Linked DNA regions of Sus scrofa: region 2 is linked to region 1. The links are chromatin contacts, called in public HiChIP or PLAC-seq maps. All regions are on one chromosome and are shown on one strand. Each heading gives the region's core, a stretch centred on a gene start, on an enhancer-like site or on the middle of the called end of the contact. The rest is flanking DNA. Distances are from core to core; before and after follow the strand shown. Region 1 overlaps GPR157 (G-protein coupled receptor 157). Region 2 has its middle 83 kb from the start of SLC25A33.

Evidence for each region. HiChIP or PLAC-seq counts read pairs in DNA pulled down with a chosen protein or histone mark.
Region 2: an H3K27ac HiChIP or PLAC-seq map of alveolar macrophages shows a contact between it and region 1. The contact joins two enhancer-like sites. A contact is called at or near these places in 1 of 47 Hi-C or Micro-C datasets (embryonic fibroblasts) and 1 of 2 datasets of contacts at active chromatin or transcription factors (alveolar macrophages).

Annotation. Positions count from the first base shown.
Region 1 is chr6:69,553,143-69,560,514 of Sscrofa11.1, forward strand. GPR157 (G-protein coupled receptor 157) reads right to left here. Exons shown (of 4, transcript XM_021095284.1): 3 at 6,825-7,019; 4 at 5,798-6,418. The coding sequence ends at 6,203. Among named protein-coding and RNA genes, the nearest start is that of SLC2A5, 21 kb to the left of the region's middle. Within about 2 kb of position 2,714, at least 3 of the 83 cell types and tissues checked have an H3K27ac peak or open chromatin away from gene starts, as enhancers often do. A contact at or near this core is called in alveolar macrophages, where this site is marked.
Region 2 is chr6:69,848,750-69,855,537 of Sscrofa11.1, forward strand. No RefSeq gene overlaps it. Among named protein-coding and RNA genes, the nearest start is that of SLC25A33, 83 kb to the right of the region's middle. Within about 2 kb of position 2,147, at least 18 of the 83 cell types and tissues checked have an H3K27ac peak or open chromatin away from gene starts, as enhancers often do. A contact at or near this core is called in alveolar macrophages, where this site is marked.

The DNA of each region.
Region 1 (7,372 bases), core at 1,464-3,963:
GATAGACCAGGGAGAGGCACAAAGGACCCTGTGGGGGACGGAGGCTGCCGGGAAGGCCTCTCAGCACCAGCCGGGCAAGGCTTTAGTTGTTTTCTTTTTTTTTTTGTCTTTTTGCTATTTCTTTGGGCCGCTCCCGCGGCATATGGACGTTCCCAGGCTAGGGGTCCAATCGGAGCTGTAGCCACTGGCCTACGCCAGAGCCACAGCAACTCGGGATCCGAGCCGTGTCTGCAACCTACACCACAGCTCACGGCAACGCCGGATCGCTAACCCACTGAGCAAGGGCAGGGACTGAACTGGCAACCTCATGGTTCCTAGTTGGATTTATTAACCACTGCGCCACGACGGGAACTCCCAGTTGTTTTCTCACAGATGCACACATCGCATCTGGGTCAGAGAGAGTAGCCAAAATACCGCCAAAGTGGTCACCTGAAGAAGTGAGACCGGGCACGGCTGATTTTGTGCTGTTTAAGTTTGTGCATATCACATCCTAATAACAAAATTAATATAAAAGATGCAAGTCACTCCTAGGGGCTCGTCAATGTATTTTACTTACTTAATTATTTTTTTTTTTCTTTTTCAGCTGCACTTGCAGCTCATGGAAGTTCCCACGCCAAGGAGAGCTGCAGCTGCGGCAACCCCAGGTCCTTAACCCATGGCACCACAGCAGGAACTCCATCAATTTTTTTTTTTTTTAGGGCCACAGGTGCGGCATCTGGAAGTTCCCGGGCTAGGGGTCAAATTGGTGCTGCAGCTGCCAACCTATACCGCAGCCACAGTAATGCAAATCCAAGCTGGGTCTTCGACCTACACAGCAGCTCGAAGCAATGCTGGATCCTTAACCCACTGAGCGAGGCCAGGGATCGAACCCGCATCCTCATGGATACCAGTCAGGTTGATTTCCCCTGAGCCACAATGGGAACACCAAAGTATTTTTAAATTAAATAATTACATTAAGACTTTCTTATGGTCTCTATGAGAAAAGAATCTGAAAATGAATGGATGTGTGTATATGTATAACTGAATTCCTTTGTTGTATAGCAGAAATTATCACAACATTGTAAATGAAGTATACTTTGACAAAATAAAAAAAAAAACTTCAGCCCAGAAATTTTTTAAAAAGACAATTTTTCTAAAGAGCAGTTTAAGGTTTACAGCAAAATCTGGGGGAGATACAGGGATTTCCCATGTACCTCCTGCTCCCACATGTACCCCCTCCATTATCCACACCTCCCATCAGATGGCACACTTGTCAGCAGGGATAAACTTGCACGGACACATCACGATCACCAAAGTCCATCGTTTACATCAGGTTCACGCTGGGTGTTGGACATTCTGTGCACGTGGACAAATGTATTGATAAGCATCCAGCACCGCAGTGTCACACGGAACAGTTTCACCGCCTAAAAATCCCCTGTGCTCTGCCTCCCTCCCCGCAACCCCTGACCTTTTTAGTGTCTCCCTAGTTTTGCCTTTTCCATAGAGTTGAAATCACATAGCATGAAGTCTTTTCAGATCGGCTTCTTTCACTGAGGAAGGCGTTTAGGTTTCCTGCCTTTCTTTTCACGGCTCAATAGCTCGTTTCTTTTTAGTGCTGACCATCTGGATGGACCACACTTTATTTGTCCATTCTCCTACTGAGGGACGTCTTTTTTTTTTTTTTTTTTTTGTCTTTTTGTCTTTTTAGGGCCTCACCCTCAGCATATGGAGGTTCCCAGGCTGGGAGTCGAATCGGAGCTACAGCTGCCGGCCTACACCACAGCCACAGCAACACGAGATCAAGCCGAGTCTGTGATCTACACCACAGCTCATGGCAACGCCGGATTCTTAACCCACTGAACGAGGCCAGGGATTGAACCTGCAACCTTATGGTTCCCAGTTGGATTCATTTTCACTGTGCCACAAGGGGAACTCTAGTAATCGTCCTACTTCAGGGAGTTCCCATTGTGGCACAGCGGAAACGAATCCGATTAGTATCCATGAGGATTCGGGTTTGATCCCCGGGCTCACTCAGTGGGTTAAGGATCTGGCGTTGCCATGAGCTGTGGTGTAGGTCGCAGATGACGCCTGGATCCTGCATTGCTGTGGCTGTGGTATAGCGTGGCAACTGCCACTCTGATTCAACCCCTGGACTTGGAACTTCCATATGCTGGGGGTGCAGTCCTTAAAAAAAAGGCCAAAAAAAAAAAAAAAAAAAGAGCCCTTTATCAGATAAAGACCGCCCCTCACCCCAGTTTCACTGAGAAATAATTGACACATATCGCTGTGTAAGATTAAAGAGGACAGCATATGATGATTCACAGATATTGTGAAATGATTACATCCTGGGAGTTCCCTGGTGCTCTAGTGGTCAGGACTTGATATATCAAACCAATTCATGCCACAGCCAAAAAAAAAAAAAAAAAAAAGACTAACATCCACTGTTTCATATAGATACACAGATGTGTCTTTTGCAAATATTTTCTTCCAGTCTTTGGCTTGTCTTCTCATTCTCTTGATAGTTCATATAGTTTTCTTTTCTTTGTAGGGCTATACCTGCAGCATAGGAAGTTCCCGGGCTAGGGGTTGAATTGCAAATGCAGCTGCCAGCCAACACTGCAGCCACAGCAATACTGGATCCCAGCCATATCTGCAACCTATGAGGATTCACAGAGACAGCATCAGGTCTTCAACCTGCTGAGCCCCAACAGGAACTCCAGTGGATATATTTTTAACTTTACGCAATCCAGAAAGTGGAACAAAGAAACAAACAGCCCTTTGGGGAGCAAAGGTCCCAAGATGTTGCCAGTTAAAAAAAATAAAAGGACTTGAAGGCGAGGCTCTGAAGGTCTGCACAGCCAGCAGCTCTACTGGCTGATGTGGGGACGCCGTTTCCTTCTGACAAGAGCAGCCCTTGGCCACCAGGGAGCCTTAGCTGCCTCTGCCATGGGCACCAGGTGCTGTGATCAGATCGTGCAGGGAGTGAGACATGGTTGGTGGCTCAGTGCTGGTGTGTCTCATGAGAATTTTGCCCCAAGCTGTGGGTTCCTGGATTTGGGGACCCTCATGAGGGCTGGGGACCTGGGAATATGTATTCTAAACACCACCCCAGCATTCCCCCCTCCCCAACACCCGTGATTCTATGAGGCAGACTCAGGAGAAGCTGGCTATGCCAGTCGGGTGGCTGCCCCTTGACTGCATTTGCCCACAGAGAAGGAGCCAGAGGTTGTGTCCAGGACCTGACTCTGGATCTGCACAGGCCTGTCTGGATCGCCCTGTCCACCGCTCTTTCCCTCCAGCCACATACATCATGGGCAGTTTATCAAACTCACAAAAGAACAATAATTATTTTATTTAATTTAAAACAGCAAGACTTTGGTCTTGATCCAGATGGTGGGTCAATTTCGTACGGGCAAAAAACCCTCCCTCGATGACATTATGCCACCATGGCATGTCTGCAAAAATTGTTTTTCTTTTCGTGGACACATGGAGAGCTCTGTCTGCATCCTCAGCCCAGGCCACATGATAATCTTTATTAAAAAACAAAAACAGGGAGTTCCCGGTGTGATTCAGCAGTAACGAACCAAACTAGTATACATGAGGATGCGGGTTAGATCCCTGGCCTTGCTCAGTGAGTTAAGAATCCGGTGTTGCTGTGGCTGTGGTGTAGGCCGGCAGATGCAGCTCTGATTCCACCCCTAGCCTGGGAACTTTGATATACCGCAGGTGCGGCCTTAAAAAACCAAAGCAAAATAAACAACCAGACACAACTCAGAGGCACAAAGAGGCAGAATGTGCTTAGCCTGAGGAAAAGGCCAAGGTTCAAAAGCGCCTGAGAAGAGCGGGACTCAGGGCGGAGAACGCACCGTAACAAGAGATGGCAGGACCTGCTCAGGCTGAGGTCACACATCTGTGACAGGGATGAGGGTGGAGAAATTTTAACTACATACAGAGGAGGGAGAACCCTGAGGCTGAGCCCGGTGAAAAGGGAACGCACTTTTGTTCTGCTCGGATCCGAGGCAAGAGCCCTTCCGGGGCCTTAAGGATGGGACATCATTCCCACGCATCCTTCAGCTCTGCGCTCCACTCACCCAGCTGGACTGATCTGAGATGCTGCCCTTGGTAAAGTTCTGGCACCGGGATGAGCCCCTTCCCCATCCGCAGTCACATATCACACATGCACCTGTCTGTAAGGGCCACCGGGGAGAAGGAAGCAGGGTGGGGAGCAGAGGGAGGGGAATGGAAATACCCGGGGCAACTCTGGGGCAGTGTGTACACCCGAGGCATCACACAGATGCAGGGAGACCTGGACAAGGCCGGGACGGGCGGAGAGATAGTCTTCTTTGAGCCCCGCCTCCTTCCCGGCTGCAGCCAATCGGGGGAAAGATGCGTCCCAGCCCCGCCCAGCTGAGGCCACGCCCAGCGGGCTCCTTCGAGCCAAGGCCTCTGGGGCCCAGTTCAGAGCGGGTTTTCTTCCAACATCATTCTCCGCCCCCACCTCCTCCTCCCCTGTGGCCCCTACTCTAACTCAACCGTGAAGCATTTTCTTTTTCCTTTTTTTTTTTGGTCTTTTTGCCTTTTTCTTGAGCCGCTCCACCCGGCATATGGAGGTTCCCAGGCTAGGGGTCGAATCGGAGCTGTAGCCACCAGCCTGTGCCAGAGCCAGAGCAACGCGGGATCCAAGCCGCGTCTGCGACCTACACCACAGCTCACGGCAACGCCAGATCCTTAACCCACTGAGCAAGGCCTGGGATCAAACCCACAACCTCATGGTTCCTAGTTGGAGTCGTTAACCACTGTGTCACGACGGGAATTCCGCATTTTCTTTTTTGCAGCAAGCAACGTCTTGAATTTCTGCTCCTCTCTAGAAGCTAAGGTGAGGGTCTTTACCAGCTAGGTGCCGGTGGTTTGCTGCAACTTCTTTAGGGGAACCCCTGACGCCCCTCACATGGGCAGTTTCTGTAAGGAGACTGCCCTACCGACAAGGAGCTTTCTGTAGGGCAGACTGGAGCTTTCTTGGAATCCTAAGAGGATGTTCACTTCTTGTTATCCTAAGAGGATGTTCACTTCTTGTTGATTCTCATAAAAACTTTTTTTTTTTTTTTTGGCTTTTTAGGGCTATACCCTCAGCATATGGACGTCCCAGGCTAGGGGTCAAATTGGAGCTACAGCTGCCAGCCTACACCACAGCCACAGCAATGCAGGATCCAAGTCGTGTTTGTGACCTACACTACAGCTCACAGCAATGCCAGATCCTCAACCCACCGAGCGAGAACAGGGATTGAACCTGCATCCTCAGGGATACAAGTAGGATTCACTTCTGCTGCGCCACAACAGGAACTACTCATAACAACCTTTTAAAGAAGGACACCTAGGAAGTTCCTTGTGACACAGTGGATTAAGGATCTGGTGTTGTCACTGCTGTGGCTCATGTTCAGTCTCTGGCCTGGGAACTTCTGCTTGGGTGCAGTCCTCCACCCCAAAAAAGAACAAACCCGAGTGACAGTCAGGTGTCACTGCACCGTTCCAACCCTGGAACTGGAGGAGGGACCCTTATTTTAAGTGCCTGGTGGAGGCGGGAGACTGGATCCCAGCCTGTGCTTGAAATTAACGCAATCTACATCAAGGGCTGACAGCCCCAGAATTTGGGAGGCTCCGAGGGGACCAGCTGCCCTGAGCAGCTGTGCGGGGCTGTGCTCACGGCGGTCACCTCCTGGTCAAAGCTACTGCCCTTTTGTTGACCAGCAAAGCTATCCAAGAAAAGCCAGGCTCGAGGGAGAATCTCAACGCTCTGACAAACCAGGAATCTGCTCCGTGATACCTTGGTGGGGGCCGCATCTCTGGTAGCCCCTGGCATTTTATTGAGGACGGGTATACAGTGAGCATGTCTCTTTGTGCTTTTCCCACAGGTGTGGGTCCCTCCACCTGTAAACGAGGCCGATGATCCGCTGGCCACAAGGCAGCGTGGCCGTGATCCCACACCACTGGTTTCCCTGAATGTCAGTGCCAGCCCTCATGCACACGAACTCCCCCCAGTGCAGCAGGGTGTGAGGGGTCGTGCCTGAGGGTCAAGGAGGTAGACAAGCTGAGTTCGCGCTGCTCCCCCACGGGGGTCAAAAGTTCCAACTGCCAACAGTCACAGCACAGCCCCCCCACAGAGGGGACTCTGAGCCACCTGGCCCCAGGTGGCAGCACCTACGCACAGAGCTAGGGAGCGGGGAGCTCAGGTGCTCAGTTGTTGGTCTGGGGCCCAGCTGGGGCCCTGAGACTTGCCCGCCTTGATGGGTGCGGAGGCGGCGGGAGGGCCCTCCTGGGTCTCGGTGGTGGGAGACTGAGAGGAGCAGCAGCAGCAGACTTGCAGGAGCCGAGTCCGGACCGCCTGGGTGCAGAGGGCGAACATGATGCAATTGGCGCCTCCCTGAAACGTGTTCCCGACACCCTGGTGGGGAGAAAGGGAGAGGTGTGAGTGCCAGGGCTGGAGCCGGTCCTCATGGCGCAGGCTGGGAGGCTGGGAGGTGCTGGGGACCCGGGGATCTGGTCCCCTCCGCCTTGAGGCTGGTCTGGGGGACCCTGGCCACGAAGGCCTTTGGCAGAGCATCGGGCAAGCCTGAACCTGCAGGCCACGGACAGCAGCTCAGCGCCCTGGGGCTGCCCCCGGCCACCCTGATCTTCCCCCCTTCTCTGGTCAAGGATCCCCGTCGGGCAGGGGGAAGCCTCGATGGAGCAGAGCCCTCAGCTGGCCAGTGTCGGTCGGCACGTTGGGACGAGCCTGCTCTGCTGGAAGCGGGAGTGTGACCTTAGAGCAGCGAGGACAGGGCAGGGCCGGGGAGGGTGGACCTACGTACATGCAGAACGACCAACACCGGCACCTGCACGGCCGGGGAGCCGCAGAGGGTCAGGACGAAGCGCACGGTGCTCCAGACCCGGAGGCAGATGAAGATGAGCGGGATGAGGACCAGCTTCTTGTCAGCCACGGAGGAGCGGCCCCGAAGCTGGTGGGTCTCGGAGATGGTGGGCCGGTACTCGGAGAGCGCCTCGTGCTGGGCAGGGAAGGCGGGGGGCAGAGTGAGCCAGACACACACTGCCCCCCACCCCGGGCCGCCCTCCTCCCAGCGCGGAGACTGGCTGGAGGAGGGGGACAGGAGGCATGCAGTGCCTTTTCCACCCGACGTGGTGGCCAGGTTCCCATCTCTGGCCTGGTCTGGATTTTTTTTTTTTTTCTTTTTAGGGCTGCACCCGAGGCATATGGAGATTCCAGGCTAGGGGTCGAATCGGAGCTGTAGCTGCTGGCCTACACCACAGCCACAGTAGGGATCCGAGCCATGTCTGCAACCTACACCGCAGTTCATGGCAACGCTGGATCCTTAACCCACTGAGTGAGGCCAGGGATTGA
Region 2 (6,788 bases), core at 897-3,396, 300 kb after region 1:
AGGCACAGGTTCAATCCCCGGCCCCATCAACTTCCATATGCCTTGGGTGCGGCCATAAAAATGTATAAATAAATAAAAATAAAGAGCCCGTTCAAGTCAGATTCAGATCACTTCCCTTACATGATGCTTCAAGAGCACAGCCTGTCTCTGACCCAAGATGCTCCGTCCACCTGTTCCTGTGACCCAAACACCTGGTACTCACTGTCAATTCTGTCACCAGTTTTATTGTCATAGAGTTGTCACCTTCTTCTTTCCCCATGCATGTGCTTCTGGGAGTTTTTGCGGAGGAGACCGTAAACAAAGTTCCATTCCTTTCCTCCTCTCTGGCCTCATCACCTCGGCTCTGCTGATGCTTGCGCACACCGGACACACACCCACCTGCTTCCTCCACCCGGAACACCCTCTCCGGGGACCCTCCACGTGGCTCCCTCCATCCGTTCCTTTGGGTCTTTATGCATGTGCCTGCTCACCAGCGAGATGTTCCCAGCTGCCCTCCTCCCAGGACCCTCCCAGGCAGGTCCTCTTTCTGCACGTGATTGTCCGCAGAGCTTTCACCCTGTCTAAAACATCACCTGCTCCCTGTCTCTTCTCCACCTGCCTCCCCAACTGGAACACAGCTCCACGCAGGCAGGGGTTTTTGACTCTTTTGTCTGCCACTACAGCTCAGTACCTGTAATGGTGCTTGGCGTATCCATCCTGAAATATCTGGAGTGTCCTGAGCATACCAGGCACTAATCTGGGCACCGGTTTTTGCAAGAGTTTGTCCAGTGATTGAAGAATTGACCCTACCTTAAAGAGCTAAAGGGAGAGGATTTCCCATCATGGCGCAGTGGAAATGAATCTGACTGGGAACCATGAGGTTGCGGGTTCGATCCCTGGCCTTGCTCAGTGGGTTAAAGATCTGGCATTGCCATGAGCTGTGGTGTAGGTTACAGACGAGGCTCGGATCTCGTGTTGCTGTGGTTGTGATGTAGGCCGGCAGCTCTAGCTCCAATTGGACCCCTAGCCTGGGAACTACCATATGCCTCAGATTTGGCCATAAAAAGCAAAAGAAAAGAGCTAGAGGAATTCCCACTGTGGTACAGTGGGTTAAGGATCCTCCAGCGTTGTCTCTGCAGCAGCTCAGGTCACAGCTGTGGCGCAGGTTCAATCCCTGGCCTGGGGAACTCTATATCCTGAAGATGAGGCCTAAATAAATAAATAAATAAACATAAAAATCTAAATAGTGTCTGTAAGCTGAAGGAGACTGTGTGTCTCCTGATTCCTCGCAGAGATTTGAGGAGCTGAACGAATACTCGGCCTCTCTCCCGCTCCCTCACCTCCTCTTCATTCTGTATCTTCTGCTTTCCCAGCCAAGGAAAGGGGACTGATCCAGAGGAAAGGCAGAGGCTTCTGCGATTTAGAAACACAAGTACTGGGGGCCACCAGCGGGTCCTGCTTTGTCAGGATCTCCTGAGGAGGAAATGCGAGGACATGGTGTCACCTTGCCTGGTTGTTGAGCAAGCCGTGGGGCTGGTAGAGCTGCGGGCGGGCCAGGCAGCCACAGGCAGAGGCCATCACACAGGCTTTCCAGGGAAATGAGGAACCGTGGCCTCAGCCACAGGACAGGGATGGAGCCTGCAGCCAGCAGCCTGGCTGGAAAGTCTGCGTAGGGGGCAGCAGGGCCCCTGTAACCCGGTAGTGCTCGCCCACTCCCCACCCCGAGAATTTTGCAGCCCTGGAGGCTTACGGCATCTTTATCTCCCCCCCCCCGCCCCCCCCCGCCACCCCGGCACTTTTATCTTTTGAAAGCTCCCTGGTGTCTCCCAACAAATCAGAATTTCTTGGCTTTCATCCCTTTTGAAAAGCCTTTTGTGAGAACTGGGTGTGACCCAAAAGTCACCTCTCTATTCCTGTCTGAAGGGAAGATATTTCCCGATCAGAGAGCCGTGTGCCAATGAATACTCGATTGTACCCGCTACGCCCCGTGCCCGTCACAGTTGCAGAAACAAACCAAAAGCTGAGCAGAGACACTGCGAATCAAGAGGCTTATTATTTTCCCCTACTAAGTATTTTGCAACCGAAGTTTCCACATTTTTCAGGGTTTGATGTCATGAAATGCCCACGTATGCCTGCCTCTTAAAAAACGGAGTCATTGTGAGTCTGTTGGAATGTGAGCCGTGCAACGTACAACTCAGAACCTGGAATCTGAGATTCACAGACAGGACAGGCCACTGAGCATGTGCGGTCATGAGTTCGCAGGATGGCAATGCTATCCCAGAACCGCCTGGAAGTTAAATGTTAGTCTTCTGAAAAGACCTGGGACTCCAAGTGCCAGCTGCTGTCATAGCAAGTGCAGCATAAGCGGGTTTCTATTTAAAATTTCCACACCTGGGACTTGACTGTTTCTTGGTTTCCAGAGGGGACCCTCCCTCCCCCTGGAATTTTTTTCCACCTTCCCTTTTTCGTGCTGTCTGGTTTAACCCGACCTGCTGGGTTTAACCCAACTCAAAGCAAGGCACGAAGAGAACAGCGTTCATAAAAGGCACTAGGAAGTTGTCTTAGGCTGCTGGAATCAGTCCCAGGAGACAAGACAGCCCTGGAGATGGGGGGTGGGGGAGAAGAGACGGGAGGGCCAGGCCGGAGGTGTGGGAGGGGTGTACCTGCCCTCCTGCCCTCGGGTGAAAGAGGAGAAAGAGGAGGGCTTGTGTCTTTGCAGCCTGTCAGGGAAGGCCCTTGGGCGTCCCCTGGGTCCCAGCGCGCCTAGACTAAGTGACACCAGATCTGTCAACATCAGTTGCCAGTCGGGGGCAGGGAATACTCCAGAGAGGAGGGAGGAGGATTGAGAAGAAGGATCCGAGGGCTGGGGAGGGGGACATGGCGGGATCTGCGGCACAAGCAGCCCAAGGCAGGGACCGAGGGTGAGCTGGGTGTCTGGACATGAGACCATGTTTTGTCTTTTGTGTGTGTGTATGTGTCTTTTTAGAGCCACACCTGGGGCATATGGAGTTTCCCAGGCTAGGAGTCCAATTGGAGCTACAGCTGCCGGCCTACCCCACAGCCACAGCAACACCAGATCCCAGCTGTGTCTGCGACCTACACCACAGTTCACGACAACGCCAGATCCTTTAACCTACTGAGCAAGGCCAGGGATCGAACCTGCAACCTCATGGTTCCTAGTCGGATTTGTTCCCACTGCGCCACGATGGGAACTCCGAGGCTGTGGATTTTGCTCCTCTCTATCTCCAGTGGCGTAAGACCTCTTACTTCTGAACTTCAGAGTCCTCCTCCTCTTCCTCCTCCCCTTCCTCCTTCTCTCCCTCCTCCCTCTTCTCTCCTCCTCCTCCTCTTCCCCCTGGGCACAGCCAGTCTCAGAGGGGCAGGAGCAGCTGAGAGGGACACCACCGGTGGGGACCGAAGTGTGCCAGAGCTGGGCCTGCGGGAGTCGCCCCTGAACAAGGCAGCACTTGTGTGCGGAAGCTTTTCAAGGCGGTCTCACAGACACAGGGACATGGGATGGAGCGGAACAGAGAAATTCCAGAGATTTTTCACGTGCAAGCGGATATTTCCTCAGAGAGTTCGTAGACTAAATAACACTCTTTGTGACTAAGGGACAGTGTATACGGCTGACCTGGCAACATTCTATGTGCGCAGGGCAGGCACAGGGAGCCCCGGAGCGGCCCAGATGGGGACGGAAGAAGAGCAAGGTGAAGCTGCCTGAATACATGTCTTTATGGAAGCATATTTGGGGGTGTTCTCCCTCCACCAGACCTGACAGCCCTCTCAAATATGTAGAAGAACTTGTTGGCAGACTTTGGGAATGAAATGGGCTGGACATCTAAAAACAAATACACCTGGGCCTCTCTATGAACCATTTTCAAATATGCATATATATATATATATATATGTGTATATATATATATGTATATATACATATATATAGTCTTTCTGTATTTTTAGGGCCACAACCACGGCATGTGGAGGTTCCCGGGCCAGGGGTCTAATCGGAGCTGTAGTCACCGGCCTACACCACAGCCACAGCCACGCAGGATCCAAGCCATGTCTGCCACCTACACCACAGCTCATAGCAACGCCAGATCCTTAACCCACTGAGCAAGGCCAGGGATCGAACCTGTAACCTCATGGTTCCTAGTCGGATTTGTTTCCACTGAGCCATGACGGGAACTCCCTCAAATACATATATTTTAATAGGCCTTATTTTTGGGAGCAGTTTTAGCGTCAAAGCAGAATTGAGTGACAAGCACAGAGAACTCAAGTATCCCCCCCCCATACCCAGCCCCCTCTCTATCACCTCCCCCCCAAGAGCAGTACATTTCTTAAAACTCAACGAACCCACAGTGACACATCATTGTCACCCACAGTCCATGCCTCACATTAAAGGTCACCCTGTTTTGCATAGTCTCTAGATTTGGACAAGTACATAATGACAGGTACCCACAATGGTAGCATCATGCAGAGAAGTCTCACAGCCTAAAAATTCTTTGTGCGCCCCTCCCTCCACCTCAGCCCTGGCAACTACTGATCTTTATAATTTTGCCTTTTCCAGAATATCCTATATATGCATTTTCAGATTGACCTCTTTTCCCTCAGCAAGGCATTTAAATTTCCTCCATGTCTTTGCGTTTTGTTTTTTGTTTTCTTGTTAGGACCCCACCTGCGGGCAAGGGGTCAAATCAGAGCTGCAACTGCCGGCCACAGCCACAGCAACATGGGATCTGAGCCATCTCTGCAACCTACACCACGGCTCACAGCAACGCTGGATCCATAACCCACTGAGTGAGGCCAGGGACTGAACCCGCATCCTGATGGATTCTAGTTGAGTTCTTAACCGGCTGAGCCACAACAGGAACTCCTGTCTCTGCATGTCTTGATAGCTTATTTCTTTTGAGGGCTAAAGAATATGCCATTGTTTGGATCCAGCCATTTCCATGGCACCCACGGCACATGGAAGTTCCCAGGCCAGGAACGGAATCCAAGCCGCAGCTATAGCTGCAACAACGCCAGATTTTTTAACCTGTTGTGCTGGGCCAGTGATTGAACCAGAGCCTACGCAGTGCCCTGAGCCATTGCAGTCGGATACTTAATCCACTGCACCACAGTGAGAACTCCTATTTTCATATATGTTTAAGCAGCCAGATCTGTAAATGGGGTGATATGTTATTAAAAATTAGTATTAGAATAAAACGTATACGATAAAGGCAATACTTGGCTTAAATAGAACAGCCTCTATCTCAACGCTATTAATATGAGAGCTCTTATTATCCTTCTGGCTATAATAAGTAAACTAGGCACAGAGAGAACCTGGCAGATAAGTCAGTGTGGGGAGACCCATAAAAAAGAACAGAAGAGTCTAGAATCCTAGGTGTTTGCTCTGTCTCAGATCAGGGCATCATGGACGTTTGTGGTGTTTTAAGTTTATAAATGCAGGGGGTTGGCAGGGGGAGAACGGACCCTTACTCCCAGTTCCTTGGTTGCCGGGCAAAGGGGATTCCTTAGAGTAAGACTCCTTGCCTCTCCCCCTCCCCCACATCACTTCCCCTCTCACCCCTTCCTTCCCCAAGGGAGCACCAGCCACTCTCCCAGTTGGGGCGGTGGGGAGGAACTGGGCATGCTCAGAGCATCCCCGGCTGCTCTCGGGACAGCCTGGCGGTAGAGCACACACTGGTCAACTGGTCAGCTCTCCGCTGGCCTGAGTAAATCAGCATGTCCAATGCAGCAAGCCCGCCGGCCCGAAGACCCAAGCTCTGTCCTATGAACAGGCTCACGAAAGCAATGACGCTCATATCCCAATCTCACTCTCTCCGGCTCCTACCTCTGATGAGTTATCCTTTAGGGGAGAGGGGGGCACACCTTTGGCATATGGAAGTTTCCAGGCTAGGGCTTCAAAGTCAAATCGGAGCTGCAGCTGCCGGCCTATGCCACACCAGATCCAAGGTGAATCCTCCACAGCCCACAGCACACAGCAACGCCAGATCCTTAACCCACTGAGCAAGGCCAGGGATGGAACCCGCATCCTCGCAGACACCAGTCAGGCTCTTAACCAGCTGAGCCACAACAGAAATGCCGTGTCCTAACGGTTTGATACACATTTTCATGCCTCGAGTTTATCCTGATACGTCCGGGTCACTTGGTGACATCTGAATTTTCTTGAGCCAGGGTAGAAATACCACCATGACTTACTACCATCATCAGCAATGGTAAAAATGTCATGTTCGTGGACCTCCCTGGGTAGGGACCACACAAGAATTAGGATGGGTCCCTTGAGAACAGAATCTGATTTGCCTATAGGTCATATGTCTTATCCACACAGCCTCAATCCATACAAGCTGGTTAATATTTGCTAATTAGGAGGAAGTGGAGGAGGAGTAGGATGGGAAAGGCTTTCCCAAACGCAGTCCCCACCTCGGCTGAGGCGGCTGCTCAATGAGACAGATGCTGACGCTCACCGTGACTTACAAGTTACTGTCCCCAGCCTGCTCCCTCTGTGCCGCCTGCCATTCAGGCCAGAAGAGTCAAACGCACCGGGCCCAGTTCTACCAGAGGACACGTGCACGGAGGGCTTCTGCTGGCTCTCTGGAAAAGGGTTTGCTTTTCTCCTCTGAGATGGATAGAACCGGTGCTCCTCCATCCTCTTCTTCCTGTCTTGACAGCGGGCGTGATTCCTGGAGCTGTGGCAGCCATTTATGACCAGGAGGTGACCCACCAACTCTAAAGTCATAGTGATCCAGTGCACAAAACTTTTCTCTGGTTGCCACCCCCTCTCTGGAGGGTAACTATGCCCATCACAA